Linked DNA regions of Oryctolagus cuniculus: region 2 is linked to region 1. A link is a contact called in public Hi-C data. All regions are on one chromosome and are shown on one strand. The core of a region is the stretch at or near the end of the contact, and the rest is flanking DNA. Distances in the headings are between cores, read along the strand shown. Region 1 has its middle 210 kb from the start of COPS8. Region 2 has its middle 22 kb from the start of ACKR3.

What was found. A called contact is a pair of places that touch in the nucleus more often than the background predicts.
Region 2: a contact with region 1 is called in a Hi-C map of embryonic fibroblasts, with 4 times the contacts expected there. The contact joins two enhancer-like sites. A contact is called at or near these places in 3 of 6 Hi-C or Micro-C datasets (embryonic fibroblasts, psoas muscle and an unstated tissue).

The regions. Positions count from the first base shown.
Region 1 is chr3:3,291,432-3,295,776 of mOryCun1.1, reverse strand. No RefSeq gene overlaps it. Among named protein-coding and RNA genes, the nearest start is that of COPS8, 210 kb to the right of the region's middle. Within about 2 kb of position 2,361, at least 2 of the 8 cell types and tissues checked have an H3K27ac peak or open chromatin away from gene starts, as enhancers often do.
Region 2 is chr3:3,477,666-3,482,010 of mOryCun1.1, reverse strand. No RefSeq gene overlaps it. Among named protein-coding and RNA genes, the nearest start is that of ACKR3, 22 kb to the left of the region's middle. Within about 2 kb of position 2,125, at least 1 of the 8 cell types and tissues checked has an H3K27ac peak or open chromatin away from gene starts, as enhancers often do.

The sequences.
Region 1 (4,345 bases), core at 1,112-3,611:
CAGGTGCCCCCTCAACTTGACTCTGAGTTTGCAGCGGCGGGAGTGGCCCCTGAGGACATGGGGGGGGCTGCGGTTTTGAGGGCGAGGAGCAAGTGCGGGTGGAAAGGGTGTCTGTGCTTAACGTCTGGATGATGAACTACGGGACGACTTGTGCTGGAGACACAGCAGGCGTCCTGGGAGCCGGCGTGCCCGTGTGCGGGTGGAGAGGCGGGCTGTGCAGCCGTCCCTGTCTCCAGCGCTGCTCGCAGGGTCTGCTCGGGATTCTTGGGTTTATCAACCAAGAGCGCGGGTTGTGGGGCTGGCACCGCAGCGTAGCAGGTAAAGCCACAGCCTGTAACGCAGCCGTCCCATACGGATGCTGGTTTGAGTCCCGGCTGCTCCACTTCAGATCCAGCTCTCTGCTGTGGCCGGGGAAAGCAGCAGAAGGTGGCCCAAGTCCTTGGGCCCCTGCACCCATGTGGGAGACCCGGAAGAAGCTCCTGGCTCCTGGCTTTGGATCGGCACAGCTCCTGCTGTTGAGGTCACCTGGGGAGTGATCAGTTCCTCTCTCCTCTCTCTCTCTCCCTCTCTGTGTTACTCCGACTTTCAAATAAATAAATAAGAAAACAAAGAAGGAAACAGGCGGTTTATGAAAGGCAAAGGTCATTCCCCAAAGTGATTTCGGAAGCTTTCGTACTCTGCATTCGTTTACTCCTCAATCAGCAAACAGGGTTGAGAGCCCTGCATTCCAGAAAACGCTAGAATCAGGGACAGGGCGAGTAGGAAGACACAGACTCTGCCTTCCAGGAGGCACCGCCATGCCCAGTTGCAGACACGAAAGTGTGGCAGGTGCTGGGGAGGGAGCCTGACCCGGCTGAGCAGGCCTGGAGCTTCCTGGGAGGGCACCCAAACTGGCTGTGGGGGTGGGTGCTGGCCGAGAGCAGGGGAGGCTGTGTGGCCACTCAGGGAGTCCTGAGGGCCCGGGGTAGGGGCGCTGGGTACGGGAGCAGCTTGGTTGCCTGGCGTGTGCAGGAGGAGGTGCTGAGACCCGCAGCTCACATGACCCAGGACTTGGTGGGCTACCCTGGGGCTGGGTCAGGGAGTCCGTCCCTAATGCTGGGGACAGACCACCTCCAATCTCTGCTTGGAACAAATATGGTGGAGAGCTCTGTCCCCAGGAGTCAGGACCCACTCCTGGGGCGGCTGCATCCCGGCTGGCCGGGCCATTCCAGGACACACCAGTCCACCACCTGTGAGTTCTCACTGCCCCAGCCATGTGTCGTGTGGCAGGTCCTAACCTTTCTGATCACCAGTCTCACGTGTGAGATGGGGATAAATACCCAGCACTGAGTCGCTGGCCGTGGCCTGCTGTGGGCACTGAGAGGTGAGAGCCGCCATTATTATTACCTTTGTTGTTAGCAGTGAGTGTGGCCATCGTTGCTTTGATTTTGGTGTTTCTGCTAATTGATCACCGGGTTCTGGAGCGAGGGGAGGGTGGTGCCAGGGCGAGTGTGTCGGGAAGGCCCTCCAGTCTTGGGGTGTGCACTGGGTCGCATTGCCATGGTTTGTTCCAGTGAATTTTCATGGCCATTGCAGTGTTGGCCGGCGGGGCCCAGCGGGAGGCCTTTCTCTCAGGAGTGGGTCAGCTGGCGCGGGAGTGGCAGGACTGGCGTTGTGGCGTGCAGGTAAAACCACCTGCAGCGCAGGCATCACATACGGGCACGATTCACGTTCCGGCTGCTCCACTTCTGATCCAGCTCCCTGCTGATGGCCTGGGAAAGCAGTGGAAGCTGGCCCAAGTGCTGGGGCCCCTGCACCCACGTGGGAGACCCGGATGAAGCTCCTGGCTCCAGCCTGGCAGAGCACTGGCCATTGTGGCATCTGGAGAGTGAATAAATGGATGGAAGACCTCTCTCTCTCTCTCTCTCTCTCTCTCTCTCTCTCTCTCCCCTGTGACTGTGACTCTGCCTTTCCGATAAACGGCTCCCACCCGAAGCTGACCAGGTGCTGGCATCTTGCTCTGGGGCTCCAGGACCAGCAGCCAGAGCAAACCTCTGTCCTCACTCAGGCGCTCAGGCCGGGAGCTCTGCCCAAGCCACAGAAACCCGAGGGCGACGCTCCCGCCTTCTGGGGGAGGGCAGAGAGCGAGGGGGTGGTTCTCAGCCAAACGTCAAGGCACTTCAGAGAGGACGGTGCCGAGGACATGGGGGACGGGGGCCGCGGGAGGGCGCCCGCCGGGGTTTCTCCCCCTGGAGCTGCCTTTGCCTGTTCACCTGCGACTTCTCACCAGGGACGCATCGCCCGGCAGTGTGCAGGCCACTCCCTGCCCTGGGCCTCGGTTTCTGTCCAGAAAATAGAAGTCAGGGCCCAGATGATTTGCAGGAGCCCCGCCAGCCGCTTCCCGTTACTCTGGGTTCAGCAGGCATCTGCTGGGAGATGGATCACAGCCCTGCCCCTCCGTCCCCATCGGCCGGCATCGTGGACCTGTGAGCCAGGAGTCTGGCACGTGCGTCTGTCCCAGCGCCGAGCCTGAGGGTTCCACGCTCCCGGGAGGGGCTCGGTTAGCAGCACCGGAAGCCGGGGCAGATACTTCCCTACTGACATCAAACTCACGGTCAGGGCCAATCTCGCTGCCCCGCTCTCATCCGAAAGGAATTTGTCCAAGGACAGTTTATCTGGGATTAAGCTTCCCGTGGTGGCCCGAGGGGTCAGCAGTTCATAAACTCAGCTGCAGGCCACATCCTGCTTGGTGTGTGGGAAGTCACCGGGCTCAGGAGCCACTTCTCACCCCACACCTCTTCCAGGGGGTCACGCCACTCTTCCCGAAGCTCCAGCTGCGGAATGTTGCGGGAACTCCACCCACCTGACATTCTGCCGCCTTCTCGGCATTGCACCTGCCGTCCCGATGAATACTGATCATATCTCCTGGGGAAAATAAAACCGCTCCGTGGGAGCTGATAAGATGTTTCAGATCTCAGTGGAGAATTCAAGAGTATCAGGAGAGGCTAGCACAGGGTGAGTGGCCGGTATTCTAGAATATTCGCACGCGCATAATGAGATATTAGGGGATGGCACCCAAGTCTAAGCACAGCATTCATTTGTGTTTCGTATCCACTGTATACACAGTCTGGACGTTAATTTATACAGTATTTTAGTGCACCTGCAATTTTTTTAAAAAAAGATTTATTTATTTATTTGAAAGGCAGAGTTGAGAGGGAGACACAGAGATTCAGGGCTGGGCCAGGCCAAGGCCAGGAGCCAGGAGCCAGGAGCTTCTTCCGGGTCTCCCACGTGGGTGCAGGGCCCAAGGACTTGGGCATCCTCCATTGCTTTCCCAGGCCACAGCAGGGAGCTGGATGGGAAGCAAAGCAGCTGAGACATGAGTCAGTGCCCGTGTGGGATGGCGGCACTGCAGGCTGGGGCTTAGCCTTTCCCACCACAGCGCCGGCCCCTCCCTGCACCTGTAGTTTGGCTGCTGACCAAGAGGTCAGGTGCGGGAATGTCCACTTGTGGGGTCTTGTTAGTGCTCAGGAATTGCAGATTTGGGGGCCCTTCACATTCTGGATTTTTGGATTAGGGGCGCCCAGCCTGTCTCTGGGGACCCACACATGCCAGTCAATTCCCTTTAGAGATGAAGAAAGCTTGGCTCCGTGGGAATCATTTTCCTTTTGACTTTTTAAAGGATTTTTCAAATCTATTTGAAAAGCAGGGAGAGAGAGGGAGGGAATCAACTGGTTCATTCCCCAAACGGCTACAACAGCCTGGGCTGGGCCCGGCCAAAGCCCGGAGCTCCATCCGGGTCTACCACGGAGGTGGCAGGGCCCAAGCGCTTGGCTCCTCTTGCTTTCCTGTACGTACTAGAAGGGGGCTGGGTAGGCAGCGGAGCAGCCAGGCCTCAGGACACTCGGACAGGAGATGCTGCTGGCGTGGGCAGCTCACCCCCAGCGGCCCCTGCCAGCTCCAGGCCGGCGGTCATTTCCAAAGTCAAGGCCGACCAAGTGTGTCTTCCCTGTTTCTTCTTCACTGATGGATCATTCTGGGAGTTGAGGCCGGGGGGGGGGGGGCGTGTCAAGGGGTAGGGTTCCCATTCCTGGTGGCCAGACAGGCGTCTCTGGTCACACGTGATGCTCTGGCCTTGGCTGAGTGCTAGGTGACAACAAAATGCTCTGAGCTTTGTAGCAAGTTTCTTTTCTTTCTTTTTTTTTCTGACAGGCAGAGTGGACAGTGAGAGAGAGATACAGAGAGAAAGGTCTTCCTTTGCCGTTGGTTCACCCTCCAATGGCCGCTGCGGCCGGCGCACTGCAGCCGGCGCACCGCGCTGATCCGATGGCAGGAGCCAGGTGCTTCTCCTGGTCTCCCATGGGGT
Region 2 (4,345 bases), core at 876-3,375, 190 kb before region 1:
CCGCGTACTTGTTGAACAAACAAGTGCACAAACGTCAGAGCTCCCCCCGTAAGCCCCAAGCTCCCCCCCCCCCCGTGTTCTCTGGCCTTTACAGGAGCAGGAACGCAATGGATTGAAACAGGTTTAATCAGGAATCATCACAGAGCCGAGCCGGGCGTCTCCCATCACCCATCTAGCCAGGAGGTGGCCTTGGAGCATCGTCCCACATCAGCGGACTCCCGCTCTGAGTCCCGGAGGCTGCGATGCTGAAGAGGATGTGGCTATATGGTTTTTCTTAATTTCTGTCTCTATAGGGTTTTCCTTAAAGGTAGTATTATCAGGGCCGGTGCCGCGGCTCACTAGGCTGATCCTCCACCTAGGGCGCCGGCACACCGGGTTCTAGTCCCGGTCAGGGCGCCGGATTCTGTCCCGGTTGCCCCTCTTCCAGGCCAGCTCTCTGCTGTGGCCAGGGAGTGCAGTGGAGGATGGCCCAAGTGCTTGGGCCCTGCACCCCATGGGAGACCAGGAGAAGCACCTGGCTCCTGGCTTCAGATCAACGCGGTGCACCGGCCGCGGCGGCCATTGGAGGGTGAACCAACGGCAAAGGAAGCCCTTTCTCTCTGTCTCTCTCTCTCACTGTCCACTCTGCCTGTCAAAAAAAAAAAAAAAAAAAAATCAAGGTAGTATCAGGCCCACAGAGCAGAAAAAGAAACAAGCAGCTGCCGCGTCGGTACTCACACGTAGGTGCTCCGGGCAGTTCTGGCTCCAGCCAGCAGAGTTTTGGCAGCTCCAGCAATGCCACGAGAGCGGCCCCTGGGAACAGCTGACTGACAGCTCTGAATCGGAACCGCAGAGCAGGTGGATCAGGAGCCACTTCCCCAGGCTGCGTCCAGAGGAGGAGATCACTCTGCGCAGCCTCCACGTCAGGAACCCCCAGTTTTGGAGGCAGCCAGTTCGGCTGACCAGAGTGAGGCGTGGCCCTGGCAGAGACCCAGATCCGGTTTGCAAAAGAATTTGCCGGTTTCTTTTCTCTTCTCTAAGCGTTGGGTTTGGGTGTGAGTCCTCGAGTCACGGCTTTCAAGAGCCGACACACCTGCTGAGATATGGATTTGTTTTACTGAGTTCTCCCGAGCCAGAAGTCAGCCAGAGGGCAAGGGAGGTTGGCTGCCAGGAGCTTGCTGAAATAGAAAGTGGAGCCTTGGGGGTCCAGGCTAAATGAGCGAGAGCGGAAAGGCAGGCTTAGAGCTGAGCAGAATGTACCGGCGCCTCCGCCTCGAGTGGCTTTCGCCTCCTTCCTCCATCACCGCTACACCTGACCCGAGACCATCAGCCCAACATGGTGAGGCTGAGCGTCCGTCATTCTTCCGGACAGTCTGTGAAAGCAGAATGGATCGCCCGATGCACGGCCAGCTTTTCCTTGTAAGCTGGATCCTGGCTGGACGGGGAGCAGTCTCGTAAGGTGGAAAACCCAAACAATGGGGCCGGGGTTGGCGCTGAATCCTGAACCAGACGCAGCTTTCAGGGGCGGTCAGACAGGGCTGTACGGCTTTGTGAAGACCCTTCACAGAGCAGACCAAGCTTACCGTACTTTAAAATTTGTTTGTGAATTTATTTGAAAGATGCACACACATGCACGCATCCATACACTCGGGGATGCAGCTCCTCTGCGCTGGGTCACCCCGCGAACATCCACAATGGCTGGGCCTTGGGAGGGGCTGGAGCTGGGAGCCTCCCGCAAGCCATCACCGCTGCCTCCCAGGGAGTGCCTGAGCAGGAAACTGGAGGCAGGGGCTGCAGCCTGGAGTTGAACCCAGGCACTCCGATGCGGGATGTGCGCATCTGAACCACTGTATCCCACACCCACTCCACCTGCTGGGTTTCTGCTTTTCTAAAACGCAATCATTTCTGTAATGCGCTCTCTCCTTGGTCCAGGGCCTACATTTGGTACTTGATGTAGAAAACGCACGCCGATTTTAATACCAGCTAACAGCGTCTTCTCTGTATGTTTCTCTGGGGTCAGAGACTCAATCGATCACGTTCTAAGGGGCAGGTACCTTCAGCAGCTCTGACTCCAGGGTCTAGCCCGGTGCCTGGTGACGCGGGGCCTACGCGAGGCTCCTTAGCGGCATAGGCGAGTGAGCGGGAGCAGAAACGGCTGCTCTCTCTGCCCCCACCCCCCCAGCTGGGGAACAGCAGACAGAGTGGACCCACTGGGCTCTAATTCAGCTCTAAGGAAGTGGCCGAGGCTGACGGGAGAAAACCACCAGGTCGGTTCTGGCACTGGGCTCTGCGTGACCTCTGCTCCCCTCCTCTGCATATCCCCAGCACCGGGGTGGACAGACAGATGGGTTCTTCCCCGATCCCACCAGTTCCGGTCTGTGTGTCCGGGGTCTCAGGACCCCAGCCCCAGACTCCCCACAACCGGTGGGACACAACCCGGTGCTGAGAGCAAGGCTGCGGCCCCAGCCAGCTGCCTTCCCCTGCCTGCCAGCGGCGGCTGCTGTCTCTGTCCAGCACATCTGGGGCGGGGATGGTGGCAGGGCCCGGGCTCGGGCGGCCGGATTAAAGTTCTCACTCTGGACAAGGACCGGCCTCTCTGAGCCTCTGTCCTTTAGAATGTGGACTTGGTCCTGGTGTGTGTTCAAGGTGCTGTGCAAATTTGTGCCCCCGCCACGCAGCGTGGTGAGTGCCTTCCCGTCGTCCCCGGCTCCCCGGCTGCCCTGGCCGGCTCCTCCTTCCAGCTCTGCCCCGGGGTTGGCCAGGCCGGGGAAGGACAGTGCAGAGGGCGTGGAGAAAGCTTTGACCACAGGCCCCGCGATGGAAGCAAAGCCGGCCGATTTCCCCATGACTGGACGCCGACCCCTGGGCCGCAGGCTTCCAGTCAGCCAAGGCAGGGCGCTCCCCGCAGGGCCATTCTTCCCACGTGGGTCTGCCGGAGCTCCCGGTGCTCACGGTTCCCGGGGACATTCAGGGCCCTCGGCGACTCGCTTCCAAAACCTCACCCTGCAGTCGTACACGTGCTATTTCAGGAATTCACATATTGCTAAGAACTGGTAACTGTGGAAAAAAGACAAAACGCACTCGTGACTCCACCTACAGTGACTCGCGCACGTAGCCCTCCGTCTTCGCCAGGCTCTGAGTGACCTGGGGTCAGGCCTCACTCCCTGAGGTCCATTAGCTCAGCTTCGCTGGAACAGCCAAGGGATGGTGGGGTTCCAGTCGGCTTTATCAGCCCCCGGGGGCTGCCTGGAGGAGGGGAGTTCCTGCAGGACCAGGATCAGAACGGACTCCACATGCTCTGCACACGGCGTTCTGGGCTGACCGTCCCCGAGCAGCGAGCCGTCCCTGGCCGCCTGGGTGCTTTGCTGCTGGCTCAGCAAATACTTGGAGCTTGGAGCTTGTCCTGGGCCGGCCACGCTCCATCGGCTCCTCTCCCTCCCTGGCTCTGGGCAGCGGGCGGTGGGAGCTGCGGGCACTGTGCTGCTCAGCGGGGTGCTGCCGCGTTGGGTGCCTGCAGTGCGTCTTCGACTTGGGGTATTTTCTGCTTGCAACGGATCCGTCAGGATGCAGCCCTGTGGCAAGTCGGGGGGCGTGTGTGCTTTTCACCCAGAGGGAGCAGGGGAAGGCAGAGGAACCAACGAGCAGGAAGCCACGTCTCCATCATCGTGGCTCGGGCCCGCCACACAGTGGAGTGGACGCGTGAGCCCTGTGCCCCCCCCCCCCCCAGCACCAGCTGATCCACGTGTGCACGTTCAGGGAACGCCGGCAAATTTGGCCGAGACCTACCACATCAATCCTCGGGGCAGGCTGGGTTTTGAAAGCAACTCTCTGTGGGTTCCTTTAGTGAAAACCAAACACCATCAATCGTGCCAAGACACACAAGCGACAGCCCCGGGGAAGCCAGTCTCTGCTCTAATTACCTGCTGCGCACGGTGGCTGGCGGTGGGGGCCGGGCGTGGCCAGATATGCACACAGTCCAGGTCATCACTGCTAACCCCACGGTCACAGCGCCCCACGCCCCGGGCTCAGGCCACGGCGTGACATCACTCAGCACGAACAACAGTGGAAGTTTCCACACCAACCTCGGCCTGGCTCCTCCCACAGCCCCTGCCACCCCAGGACAAGGTGATCTGCACTCGACATAGGATGTCAAAGGCTTTTCCCCCCACCGGGGATGAAGCTCAGAGCCAAAGTGACATCTGCTTGTCTAGCTCTGAGCCCACAAAGGATGTTAACTATGTAACAAATCCTCACCGGCCTGGTGCAGACGTTGTAACAGATTTGTAGCTGCAGGAACCAAATGCCGGCTCCGATGTCTTTACTAAGAGCGACCTCGAGTGACCTCATGTTTGGCCGGAGAGAGCTA